4 separate regions of the Mus musculus genome follow, and all the other regions are linked to region 4. A link is a contact called in public Hi-C data. All regions are on one chromosome and are shown on one strand. Each heading gives the region's core, a stretch centred on a gene start, on an enhancer-like site or on the middle of the called end of the contact. The rest is flanking DNA. Distances are from core to core; before and after follow the strand shown. Region 1 has its middle 19 kb from the start of Gm14064. Region 2 has its middle 66 kb from the start of Gm14064. Region 3 overlaps Slx4ip (SLX4 interacting protein). Region 4 overlaps Gm14055 (a long non-coding RNA gene).

Region 1 (2,997 bases), core at 291-2,790, 340 kb before region 4:
CTGCGTCTTGGTTGGAGGGACTGCAGTACCACAGATGCTATGCAAAAGAGCAGGAGAATCATTGGAAACTTCTCCAGTGTTTCTTCTAGAATGAAGGCAATATTCTGCCGAGGAGCCTAGATTTTGAAGCTCTGCATGTACACAGTTTACTCTCTTTTTATCCTATGTGCCTTTCAACACTGTTCTGCAAACAGCTCATTAGACTCCAAAGATGATGATTGAGGTGGGCTTTGAGCCCAGTAAAATGAGATCATAAGGAAAACTGTAACTTGGTTTCCTTCAGAATCATCACCAGGAAGATATGATGGAGCTGTTGTGCACAGCAATGAGGACCACCTCCACTCCCCTCCCCTCCCTAGACTTTCTCTCTCTCTCTTTCTTTCTTTCTTTCTTTCTTTCTTTCTTTCTTTCTTTCTTTCTTTCTTTCTTTCTTCCTTCCTTCCTTCCTTCCTTCCTTCCTTCCTTCCTTTCTTTCTTTCTTTCTTTCTTTCTTTCTTTCTTTCTTTCTTTCTGTTTTTGTTTTGAAGACAGGGTTTCCCCGTGTAGCCTTCACTGTCCTGGAACTCACTCTGTAGACCAGACTGGCCTCAAACTCAGAAATCTGCCTGCCTCTGCCTCCCAAGTGCTGGGATTAAAGGTGTGCACCATCACACCAGGCTCTAGATTTTCTCTGTAGTATTAGAACACTGTTTTTCTGCTTAAGTTTATACCACTTCAACCTCTGCCAATTCCAAGAAGCCTCTTTATTTGCTGAAGAGACCATGACTACATGGGTCCAGAAGCAAATATGGGAAGGAAGACTCATTCATTCACTTCCCCACAGTGACTGGCATCATGACATAGACTGTGGTTCCAAATGATTCTCTGCCCACCTTGAAAGGAAGCCAAGGCCTAATTGGCCCCATATTCCAGTGGTCAGCAAGCCTTGGTAACCTCTGTAGACCTGATCATTAAAGAGGACAAACCTCATGTGCGCATCTCTGCCAGCTTTCCCCATGCCTATTGGTCTAGGTGCAAAATAAAACATAAAAAAAAAGGAAAACCAAAGGCTTGCTCATCTCCTGTGACTCTACAGGGGAATTCCAATCACACAGAGAACGCCCTGTCCCTGCTTCCCACCTATTTCACCCCACACAGGAGGAACAAGCCTAGGGGAAGAACTCATTTCCCTGTTCCACTATTTGTAAGCACATTTTCCAGATCACTTCTGACTTTTTGATTTCATAAGGCTTCTGCATCCAAAGGAGGTTGAGAATTGGTCTAACCTCACAACAGACTCCTTAGCTCCTTCTCAAAGGTAAAATGCTTATCTGCCTAAAGAAGAATGGAAATTTGCATGGCTGACAGTGAGAACTTCTGCCCTGTTGGCATACAAACAGGGCTTCATGCTGATGGCAGCTTTGGGGTAGGGGTGGGGGTTATTTTCTGCAGACCGTTATCAACAGGAAATCTAACTACAGCTAATGCAGCAGGACAGTTTGGCTAGGCTGTGGAAACAAATGTTTTAGAGCCCTTAAGATAACTGTCGCTCACCTTCCAGACTCATTAATCACTGGCAAGCTGAAGCCATCCAGTAAGGAGGAAGCAAAGGGGTGGGGGATGTGGAATATATGTCAAACAAATCATGCTCTTGTGCTAACATCAAAGATAGAAAGCTCTAGTGACATATAGAATATTAAGTCCCCTTTGTTCTGTGTGTGTGTGTGTGTGTGTGTGTGTGAGAGAGAGAGAGAGAGAGAGAGAGAGAGAGAGAGAGAGAGAGAGAGAGAGAGAACAGAGACTACCAAGAATCAGAAAAAGGGATGAAAAATAAAGACAGGAAGAGAGTTGGGCTTTAGGGTGCAGGCTTGTAATCTCAACGCCCGAAAGCATGAGGCAGGAGCATTACTGTGAGTTCCAAGGAAGCCTGGGCAACAATTTAAGACCCTGTCTCAAAAACAAAAACAGACAAACAAAACAACAGAGAGGAAGAGCTTGAGGCCTAAAAAAACAATGTGGCTCTATGATCCCAAACTGTAAACCGTGTCGCTTGATCCCTTTCATCTCACTCCTGTCTCTGGTAGGGGATTTATTACTGTGTCTGGAGGAAATAAGAGTAAGAAGCAGAAGAGACACCCAAAGAGATAAAACTACATATATACCCCTATATTTCTGCCTTCTTCCGAGAACAAAGCAAATACCGGAGTGCTCCGTCTTTTCTATTAATTTTTAAGAAACGTGATGTGGTTGTAATGCTTCCTAAACTAGTTTCCAGCCAGGATTTCCCAAGTGCATCTAATTGCCAACTTTATCAAAGGCTCTATCAGGTAAATGGTGTTCCACCTCCGCTGAGCCTGCTGAAGGTTGACACCCAGGACTTGTCAGGCAATGGATCACAGTGCTGGCATGGGGGCCCCTTGTTCTGGGTTCCTGCAAGAGGGTGACAGTAAATTATGACATCTGCCAGGAAGTTCTGAACAGGGCTGTGTGACCGGATACACCTACCCAACACATGAGGAAAGCTTTTAGGATGTGACTGGAGATGTGGCTGAAAACTCTTAAAGGGACAAAGAGCCTTTGTCCTCACAACAGTAAAGGAAGATGATTCCAGATCATGTACTTTACCCTTTCATGGCATTTAATGACCTATTTTGATGTTGGAGTGAGTTATGTTGCCTGGCAGTTGGAAAGTGTTCCAGATTTTTAGATTCTGCTTCTCCATCCTCTTACAGTTATTAAGAGAGCAGCCAGTATCCTGCTTTCTGTCTAAGATAAAGAAACTGATGATGAACCAGGCTAAGTGATGCCTTGACCTTGGCCAAAGGAAGTCAGAAAAAAAATGCCATAGTTCACTTCCAAGGCCCTCAGATGTCTAATCTTCATACTGTGAAGGCCTTTACCTTCTTCTTACCAAAGGTATTTTATTCATTGTAACTTAGGAACCATGCCTTATTATTACTATTTTTAAAAGCGTGGTTTTTTTTTCTTAATCCTTTACAGAACTTACATTAAAACTTA
Region 2 (3,109 bases), core at 341-2,840, 420 kb before region 4:
CAATTTTAATTGAATCGTAAATGCAGTCGGGATTTGTCCCCTATCGACTCTTTATACACTTGTTTGCCTCTTTTTAAAAAAACGGTGCTGATGACGTCACATTCGGTAAATGGTGGCTTCAAGCCCTGGCCCACTCCTCTCCTCCTCAGTTTGGATTGCTGAGAGCGCCACAAGGCTGAGGCCATCCTCTAATTAAGGGCAGGATTAGCGCTCAATAGCCCATGTGTTGCTCTTGGTGGCTTTCAGCCCTTATGGTTTCTCGCTTCCTTATGGTCACTGTGGCCACCTAGAAATTCTTTTCAGGATTATAATAACCAGATCAGCTGCTGCAGCCTGGAGCCGGGCAGGACAAAGGGAGGCGGAGGGCACTCCCGCAGGGGACTGTCTGTTCACAGATCCCAGCGGGCATTTCGGGGTCACATCAAACAAAACCATCATGGAGCCCCATTGGATAGTGCTCCATTCCACAAGACCCGCTGCCTCCTACTTAAGGTCTGTGGGATATGCTCCAATAGGATGTACTTTTGCCAAAAGAAATACTAGCAAGATGGTGGGGGTGGGGTAGAAAATGACCAGGCCCAGCCTGAAGCAGACAGCTCTCCACTGAAATCGCAAAGTAGGTACAGGAGTTTCTTCTAGGATCTGTTTTTAATTCTGATTTGGGGAGAGGTCATTTTAATAACCACAAATGGGAAATGAGAGGGCATTTGTTTTATCCTGAAATGACAAGGGGCGGCTCCCTGATTCTGCTTTACTCCACAGACAGGTTTCTTCTGCCCCACGTGCCCAGAGACTGCATCTTGTGAACAGCTTTTTCCTAAGCAGCATCTGGTCCCTCTTGGGAGATTCCATAGACATTTTGTCTCTTTCAGATTTTCAATGGTGTCCTCTGTGGGCGGGAGGGGACCATCTGGCTAAGCGTCACCTGGCTGGCTGAGCCTGCCTAGCTACCCGCTGCTCACTGCTGAGCATTCCTCTACATCAAACAGCTATGGGACCCACCAGGGACCTGGCAGAGTAATAGACAATGGGCTACAGAGCTAGGAAGATGGTATCAATAATAATGCGTTTTATATAACAAACTGCCAATAATAATACTTTTATACAACAAACTGCACCACGTGACTTTAGAATAGGGACTTATCAGGAGCGTGTTACCTCCTCACCATGTGCACCCTCATGGCTTTATACAATTTATCACTGACTGTTTTGCTTCTGAAAGGGGCGGGGGGGGGGCGTCGGGGAGGAAAGAGTCATCTTTGCCTTAAAAAGACAATAGTAAGGAGGCACAAAGGTATGGGTTTCAGTAGACTGGAACTAAAGTGTATGTTTTAATCATTTAGTAAAGGGACTTTTTACAGAGAAGCAGTGTGTTTGGGGACAAGCACTGAGGGATTGTGGCATCCCGGAATTGTCACCATGCATGAGATGAAAGGGCAGCCAGAGAATGTTTATTGCAAACCAGGGAGATGGAGTTAAATGGGGAAGGACATCCTGGCTCGAACTGTGAACATTATTTGAAGGCTACAGCAAGGTGTGGCCAGCGGAGGGAGTAGGTGATAACTAGGCCTAAAATCCCAGCTTCCTCTCACTCTGTAAATCTCTCTCTGGCACCTCCCACTTGCCAAAGCAAGCAGCAGCCCTGCCCATTTCCCTTGACATCGAAAGCCTTTTACTCTTGAGACATTTGGCCTAAGGGCTTTTATCAGGGAACTATGAATGGCTCAAATGTCCTGCAAATGTACTGGGTAGCTGATGTACACCACAGCTAGCCTAAACCTTAACTGATGGGAAATAATAAATAAATCCACTATGCCACAACCCCCAACTTCCATCACCTCCTAGAATTCCTACATGATCTAGCAGCAGGGTGCCCACTGAGGGCTTGAATACTAACACATCCATCTCCTGGCTTGTACTTTCCCTGTCTCTCTTCCTTGTGCTTCTGTTGGTCCCTCCCATCAAATTCACAATTACCACTGTCTTTCTTATCTGAGATCACATCTCTGAGGATCCTGAGTGAAGGCAGAACCTAATGATCTCCTCCTGCTGGCTTTCCAGGGTGCATAACATGAAAAGAGGCAAAGGGAGACATGAGAGAAATAAAGTCTCTCAACACAGCCCATCCTACCCAACCCCCTACAACAAGCTAGCACTCACTCTCATGCCTGGCTAGCCACAGAGCATGCCATGTAGCTTGGAAGCAATTATTGAACTGTCTCCTCTCTCCTCTTCCCTTTCAAAATGCACCCCAGTCATCTGTTTAGGCTTTCTCCCTGTATATTGGGCTTTAAGTATAGGTGGGTCCCATGCCCCTAGATTTAGCCAAACTCAGATGAAAAATGGAGGAATTTTTTTTCTATAACCATCCATGCAGATTTTATTTGTCATTACTCTCTAAATAATATGTCATAATGACTGTTAATAAACCATCTATGTTTTATTAGAAGTTGCATGTAATATACAGATGATTTAAGACATACAGAAAAGTATGTGTAAATTACATATCAAAGTATGTGTTTTGATGAGGAACTGGACTAGCCTGTGTATTTTGGTATCCACAGAGGCTCCTGACATCAAGGGATAACTGAATTTACCTTACTTAATTGATGTCAGTTGCAATCTAGCCACATGGTAATGTGTACATGTATGGAAGTATTTTTTGTTTTGTTTTGTGAAGAAAGGACAAGATCCCACTGCAGGGGGCATGAGGGGCAGGGGAGAGTGGGAAGTGATAGATACTTGGGACAATGTGAAGAACTGATGGCAGAAAACCAGAGCTTGAAGACTTGCATGCACAGAAATGGGTTTTCATCCAAAAGTTAGAAAATGATAGGGGAATAGGATATGGGCCTTGTCCCAAACAGGAAGCTTAGCCAGTGCCCATTAAGCTGAAGTATAACAGCATTAAATCCCATCCCTAAGATGAGAGTCCACATCTTTTTGTGAGACCTCAGAATATTCAACCCAGTGTGGTAAGTAATGAATGAGAAGGGCTTCAACCAAATCACTTACTAGAACAACCCTAACTGAAAGGACTATTATATAGCCTGTCATGAAGCCAGACTCAGTAATTAGTTAATTACAGATGAGTAGATGGGTTATTGGT
Region 3 (2,897 bases), core at 129-2,628, 390 kb after region 4:
AAAACAATTTAACTTTCCAAAGTACAGGTTAGTTGTTGACATTTAGTCTAGGCTCTGCCCCACAGTTACCTGGCAACAGCCAGGTGTGCCTGACTCACTATAAAAGGGATTGCTTGCCACATCCTCTCTCTTGCTCTTCCTCCTGCTCCTTACCCCCTCTCTCCCCGTTCTCCTCCCTCTCTCCATGTGCTCATGGCTGGCCTATACTCCACCATCCCTCCCCTCCCCCTCCCCCCTCTGCCTTTCTCTCACCTCCCCTTGCCCAGCCCTGAATAAATTCTATTCTATACTATACCATCCTATGGTTGATCCCTCACAGGGAAAGGATGGTTCAGCATGGGCCCACAGAGGGACCCCTTCCCCAACACCTTATTACACCTCCACCATACATATTCCCTCTCTCTTTATCTTTTTATAAAACACAACATTAGTAATAAGGACATGACTGGTGTCAGCCGAAATTATTTTCACAATGTGATAAAAAAGGAATTCTACAAATAAAAATTTTAGTATTACAGAAATGCAGATAGATAGATAGATAGATAGATAGATAGATAGATAGATAGATAGATATACATAAATACAGCTAATAATATGAGTCCTTCCCTCATCTTTGAATACAGACACAGACTCTCCTACCAAGCAGCAGGGTCTCATCCCTCTCCTGGATGTGACACAACACAGTAGATCGACCAATGTGCCGGTTATAGAAAATGATCACCAAGTCCAGCAGCTTACACTTTGCATGTGTCCTTGTGGATGTCACTGTCACATGTAAGCAAACTAAAGCCAGTCCTCTAAATGATAAGATGTCATTTGAAAGCAGAAAGCTATCCTGGAAAGAACCGGGTGTGGTCTTGGGTTCTGTATCCCAGTTATTAAGTGTATGCATCCAAGTGAGTGACTCCAGGCGACACCATCCAGCTGTGTCTTTCCTCTCACTGTGTAATTTTTCTTAGTAGGTAACAGAAGGTAATGGAGGTTACCGTCCCTTGTCCCTAACCAGCAATCAGTACTGAGAAGTAAAATCTAACTCTGCTGACTGCTAATCACAGCTGCATGGCACTGTAAGCAGCCCAGGCTGGAAACTGACAGGACACTGAACAGACTGACAGGCCACAGCAGCCCATTCAGAAACAGATCAGAAACGTTGATCATGATATTCAACTTGGTCATGACAAGGCTATGCAGAGTGTACCAGCACTTCTGTTTCACTGTATTGCTTTTAAAGTTTGACACAATTTCTCACTACAAACTCCCTGAGGAGAGAGGAAGATGATCAGGCTTGCCTCTGTCTCAAATGCCTCACCAGGACTCTGCAAGCAAAGACAAATAAAGACTTGGTAACTGAAACCTCACATATGAAAAGAATTAGACTAGTCCTCACTCCAAAAAGTTACGAGAGCAAGAACAAATAAGAACTGAAGGCCAAGTCTCTCTACTGCACAGAACATCACTGTAAAACAATTACTGAGGGCTCCATGGCACACATAGAATGTTATTTTTCCAAACACTTTCGTAGCATTATACCTTTCATTATTAATTTGATATGAAAAAACCCAGTGAGACAGATAATCCTGTTATTTCTATCTGTAGATAAAGAGGGGGCTGCTCCAAGAATTAACATGATTTCGTGTCATTTTATAAGTGAAACCACAAGATGAACTCAGGAATCCTGGGTAAAATCTAATGTTAGTTTCACATTCTAGTATTCTTTCCTCAAAAACCTAATGATCTAAATTTCAAGAAGTGACTGGGAGGTGGCTCAGTGGATAATGTGATTGCCATCCAATAATGAGGACCTGAGTTCAGATTCCTAGGACCCATGTAAGGTGAGGTACAGTAGTGTGGGTCTATAACCACAGCTCTTTCAAAGCAAGACAGGAGACACAGAGAGAGAGAGAGAGACAGAGAGACAGAGAGAGACAGAGAGAGACAGAGAGACAGAGAGAGACAGAGAGACAGAGAGACAGAGAGAGACACAAAAGAACTGCTGAAATTCAGTCTAGCTAGTCTGGCACATGCAGGGGGGAACTAGAAACACAGTCACAAAGTGGAAGATAAGGACCAAACCCCAAGGCTGTCCCCTCTGATCTCCAACTAGTGCACATGCATGTGCATACACACACAGAAATAAATTAATTTCAAGACATGCTATAAAATAACCTACAGAAGCAGGCACAAATGACAAAAAATTTATAGAAATGACATCATGAACAAGATGCCAATACTAGTACATAACAGAACAACAATATGAACTAACCAGTAACCCCCCCCCCCGCCCCAGCTGGTGTCTCTAGCTGCATATGTATCAGAAGATTGCCTAGTTGGCCATCATTGGAAAGAGAGGCCCATGGGTCTTGCAAACTTTATATGCCCCAGTACAGGGAAACGTCAGGGCCAAGAAGTGGGAGTGGGGGAGGAGGGTATGGGGGACTTTTGGGATAGCATTGGAAATGTAAATGAAGAAAATACATAATTAAAAAATTAAAAAATAAAAAAATAAAACAGATAATAGATTTTTCAAGTAATGAAAACTGGGGTGCTTGACCTGCTATCTGCTTTACCAGAATCTTCATGATGTCATACTTTTGTGAAGCACACAGTAGAGCATTCTTTTCTAATGTCACACAAATATCGCATGTAGGTATATGCACATGTGTGAGTACAAAGGGTTGTCAAATAACTATATAAATAACAAATAGCAGCCAAATGACAAAGAAGTCTTAAGATCAAAGTACTGTCACATGCTACTCACATGTGACAGAATGACACATGCAGAAGCCTAATTTCCTGTATTACTTAATGGCTATGTTCTGTAAGGTACTCCAGGAGAAATATCTAAGAGAGTAAGTAAGCACTATGCATATTTAGACTGTATGGGTAATGAGGACATG
Region 4 (3,211 bases), core at 642-3,141:
GGTAAATATTTTGCTTGCTGAATTTTAATGAAACCATTTTGGTTTTCCTGTGACAAAATGATACTTAAATACACTGATATATGTTCTCCATGAAAACCCAGGGCTCAGGCTCAAATCGTTCCTCTACGTTCCTCTAATCATTCGTCATTTTTATATTTAGTCATCTCCCCCAGGTCTGAACTGACAACTGGTTGGAACTGAAGAAAATCAGCTCAGCTAAAGTCCTATCATAAGCGGAGCTCTTAAGGCCTCTGTTCACGCCCTAAGCTCTAAAGTGGCCCATTCAAAACTACATTGCTGCTGAGAGACCACATCATGAATGGATGGAGTATTAAAAGCCAAGCACAAACATATCTACTGCCTGCAACAGCCTGTGCTACACAAGGTCTTCTAAAGCATGAGCTGAGGCCTTCAGCCTAAAGATGCAGATATAAGATGTTTCCTTATAAAATACCTGAACAGTTTTGGACATTTTTTTCTGCAACAAATGATTAAGAAGTTAGTGCCATAGAAGCAGCTCTCAGGAGCAGGGGAGATATCTCAGGGAACAACGTGCTTGCTCTGCAAGCATGAACACCCAGGTTAATCATGAGTAAGGGACCTGATATAGTTTGCATTTGTAATCCCAGGATCCCTGGGACCCATTGGCCAACCAGCCTAGTTCACCTAGGACCTCCTGGAGACTTCTATCCAGATCTATGAGAGATCCTGTCTCAAAAGACAAAGCAGATAGCACATGAGGAACTACATCAGAGGAATGTTGGTCCCTCTTGACCTCACACACAGGTTCACATGCACTCTGTGTGTGTGTGTGTGTGTGTGTGTGTGTGTGTGTGTGTGTGTGTGTGTGTGCCTGAACTCAATAATTAATGGATGTTGTATACATTCTTTTCTTAATCTTTCTTTCCCCTGAAGTGAGCCCGCTAGGCAACATGTTTTCGTGTGATTTCCAGAGTTCAGCAGTGGTGTTAAACTCCTCTAACACACCTCAGCAAATAGCCTAGTAACCTAACTGCCTTCCTTTACCTGTGTCTGGGTTTTCCAGTTCTCTGTCACAGTTTCCAAAGATTATTCTCAAATAATCAGTGTATCAAAGCCTAGCTCTGGGGAAGCAAAACCAAGACTGAGTATGTAGCCCATTACAGTACACTCCAGGCATATAAATTTCTCCTAAAATCATCTAATTAGCAAATGAACAAAATAGGAACATTTTAGTGTGTATTCACCATAAAAGCAGAGACATGAATGCGTTTCAGGGGTGGGGGAGAGGGGGTCCTATCACCCTTTCTCATCTGTCATGTTACTGAGTATCACATTTTGGTCAAATAATACCATATCAAGCCCCGGCAGTGCTTCCCCAGGTGTCACATGCATTCACACCTTTGTGTCCCCCTGCATACCATTCTCCAAAGTGAGAATGACCTCTCGACTCTTCAACATGTTAAAATTGTACAGATCCTGCTGGGAAGATAGCTCTGCAGTAGCGCATTTAAGTAGCATAAAAGGAGCCCTGGGTTCAATTCCCAGTACCATAAGAAGGCAGACCTGACTCAATTTTGCCTCTTCGGTGGCATCTCTTATGTCATAGCTAAGATAATCCAAGCACATGAAAAACCTGTAATTCACAACTCAACACTTAATCATAGACGTTTGCACATGTTCTAACTATCGTATGCATTGTCGTCGTGTCTCTCTAATTAAAGTTGACTCTCCTTGCGAGTACTAATCACACCCTGTACCTCCATGGGCTTTCCAGTGCCCAAAGCAATGTAGCTCACACACTTACTTTTCAGTGGATGATTTACGCTTTTCAGTAATAAAGCACAGCCTGTGTATGGCCTGCGGTAATGAATCATCTTTAATGGTCTTCAGAAAGGTCTCTTCCCTCCGCAAACTGCCTGCAGACAGGGTTATCTGGAGCATCCTTCTGGATGATCCTTTCCAGGCATTCCGAAAAGGCAACTGGCCACAACAACACCTTGGTTTCTGTACACAATTTCTCCTCCTGGCTTTCAGGGAATCATAAAACATAATGCTTCTCACTCGTAAGTAAAGAGAACTTACTTGTAATTTTGATGAAATGATCCGAGGAGTGACTGAAGTCTTTTTCTCTCTGCTGTGATTGTTACCATTATAAATAGACAACCATTAAAAGGATCAAAGCAGGAAACCTTTTAAAGGCTTACCCCAAGGCCTGATGCCCTCCCCACTTTATTTTTCTTAGCCTTAATGCTTAAGGAAAACAAACACTTATCGGTGTGTACGCATGATGTTTATCCCTCCATCTGCAGGGGGGGGGGGGTGGCAGTGTTCCAAACCCTGAGACAGTTCACTAGAGCGCCTAGTGAACTAAGGTCAGCTCTCTTCTCTACTGTATCCATCCAGTTATCCCCAGGCCCAGTGTGGATCTCATTACTGCCACTTGGTTTGCCAACTCACAAACCACCCCAAGTCCCTTTAGAAACAATCTATTTGATGGCAATTACGAAAGAGGAGAGTACTTCCTGTTTTGCTCAGGAACTGCCTCGCAGCCACTCATACCAGAGCGACTCCAGCAAGGTCTGGTCTTTTTTCTGTGTGACTGAGCCATTTCCCACCTCACCTTGCTCAGCAATGGCTGGCAATGTCTCGAATGCCTCTCAAGGTTCTGCCACAAGGTTTTTCAGCTTCTGCCAAGTCATCCCTTGCCAATGCAAAGCTCAAGGACCCTGTTAAGCTTGGAGGTCCCTGAATGGCCCCAGGAGAAGACATGAGCACTTCTTGACGATTTCTCTACCCCCTTCTACAGTAAAGCAAATGGAGGAAGTAGCTCTACACGCCAGCCTAACATACACACACACACAGCGCCTGTCCCTGAGTTTTGGCATTTTGGGCACTTACACTGGATGGAGCACATGACCGGAGAAAGCACGTCTATGTCAGATGGTGCTTCAGTAGGGATCTGATTCTGAATAGTGTCTTAGTATATCCGCTGTCCAAGTGCTTCTCAGAGTCCAGTTACTGAAGTCTCCCAAGTGCTTGACCATGAAGCACTCCCTAATGAGTCTATAAAACAAGCAGCAGTTGGGAACAGAATCCAGGTTCACTTAAACCAAATTGAACTCCGTAGGCAGGGGCTTTCCGTGATTATGATAAGCATGGAACCAATTTCTATTTTTGCTAAAAATTCTCTCAAAGGGCAAAAGTCATGAAAAAAAGACTAAGGTTTCAA

The links. Hi-C and Micro-C count contacts between places; a contact is called where the count stands out from the background.
Region 1: a contact with region 4 is called in a Hi-C map of the N1E-115 cell line, with 4 times the contacts expected there. The contact joins two enhancer-like sites. A contact is called at or near these places in 2 of 484 Hi-C or Micro-C datasets (the N1E-115 cell line and nephron progenitors).
Region 2: a Hi-C map of the N1E-115 cell line shows a contact between it and region 4, with 6 times the contacts expected there. The contact joins two enhancer-like sites. A contact is called at or near these places in 1 of 15 datasets of contacts at CTCF or cohesin (the NIH/3T3 cell line) and 3 of 484 Hi-C or Micro-C datasets (the N1E-115 cell line, cochlea and nephron progenitors).
Region 3: a contact with region 4 is called in a Hi-C map of the N1E-115 cell line, with 3 times the contacts expected there. The contact joins two enhancer-like sites. A contact is called at or near these places in 1 of 484 Hi-C or Micro-C datasets (the N1E-115 cell line) and 1 of 115 datasets of contacts at active chromatin or transcription factors (bone marrow-derived dendritic cells).

What each region holds. Positions count from the first base shown.
Region 1 is chr2:137,642,909-137,645,905 of GRCm38.p6, reverse strand. No RefSeq gene overlaps it. Among named protein-coding and RNA genes, the nearest start is that of Gm14064, 19 kb to the left of the region's middle. Within about 2 kb of position 1,540, at least 16 of the 459 cell types and tissues checked have an H3K27ac peak or open chromatin away from gene starts, as enhancers often do. A contact at or near this core is called in the N1E-115 cell line, where this site is marked.
Region 2 is chr2:137,727,877-137,730,985 of GRCm38.p6, reverse strand. No RefSeq gene overlaps it. Among named protein-coding and RNA genes, the nearest start is that of Gm14064, 66 kb to the right of the region's middle. Within about 2 kb of position 1,590, at least 25 of the 459 cell types and tissues checked have an H3K27ac peak or open chromatin away from gene starts, as enhancers often do. A contact at or near this core is called in the N1E-115 cell line, where this site is marked.
Region 3 is chr2:136,915,137-136,918,033 of GRCm38.p6, reverse strand. The region is part of intron 2 of Slx4ip (SLX4 interacting protein); the gene reads right to left. Among named protein-coding and RNA genes, the nearest start is that of Slx4ip, 24 kb to the right of the region's middle. Within about 2 kb of position 1,378, at least 27 of the 459 cell types and tissues checked have an H3K27ac peak or open chromatin away from gene starts, as enhancers often do. A contact at or near this core is called in the N1E-115 cell line, where this site is marked.
Region 4 is chr2:137,306,956-137,310,166 of GRCm38.p6, reverse strand. All of the region lies in intron 3 of Gm14055 (a long non-coding RNA gene), which reads right to left. Among named protein-coding and RNA genes, the nearest start is that of Gm14055, 22 kb to the right of the region's middle. Within about 2 kb of position 1,891, at least 4 of the 459 cell types and tissues checked have an H3K27ac peak or open chromatin away from gene starts, as enhancers often do. A contact at or near this core is called in the N1E-115 cell line, where this site is marked.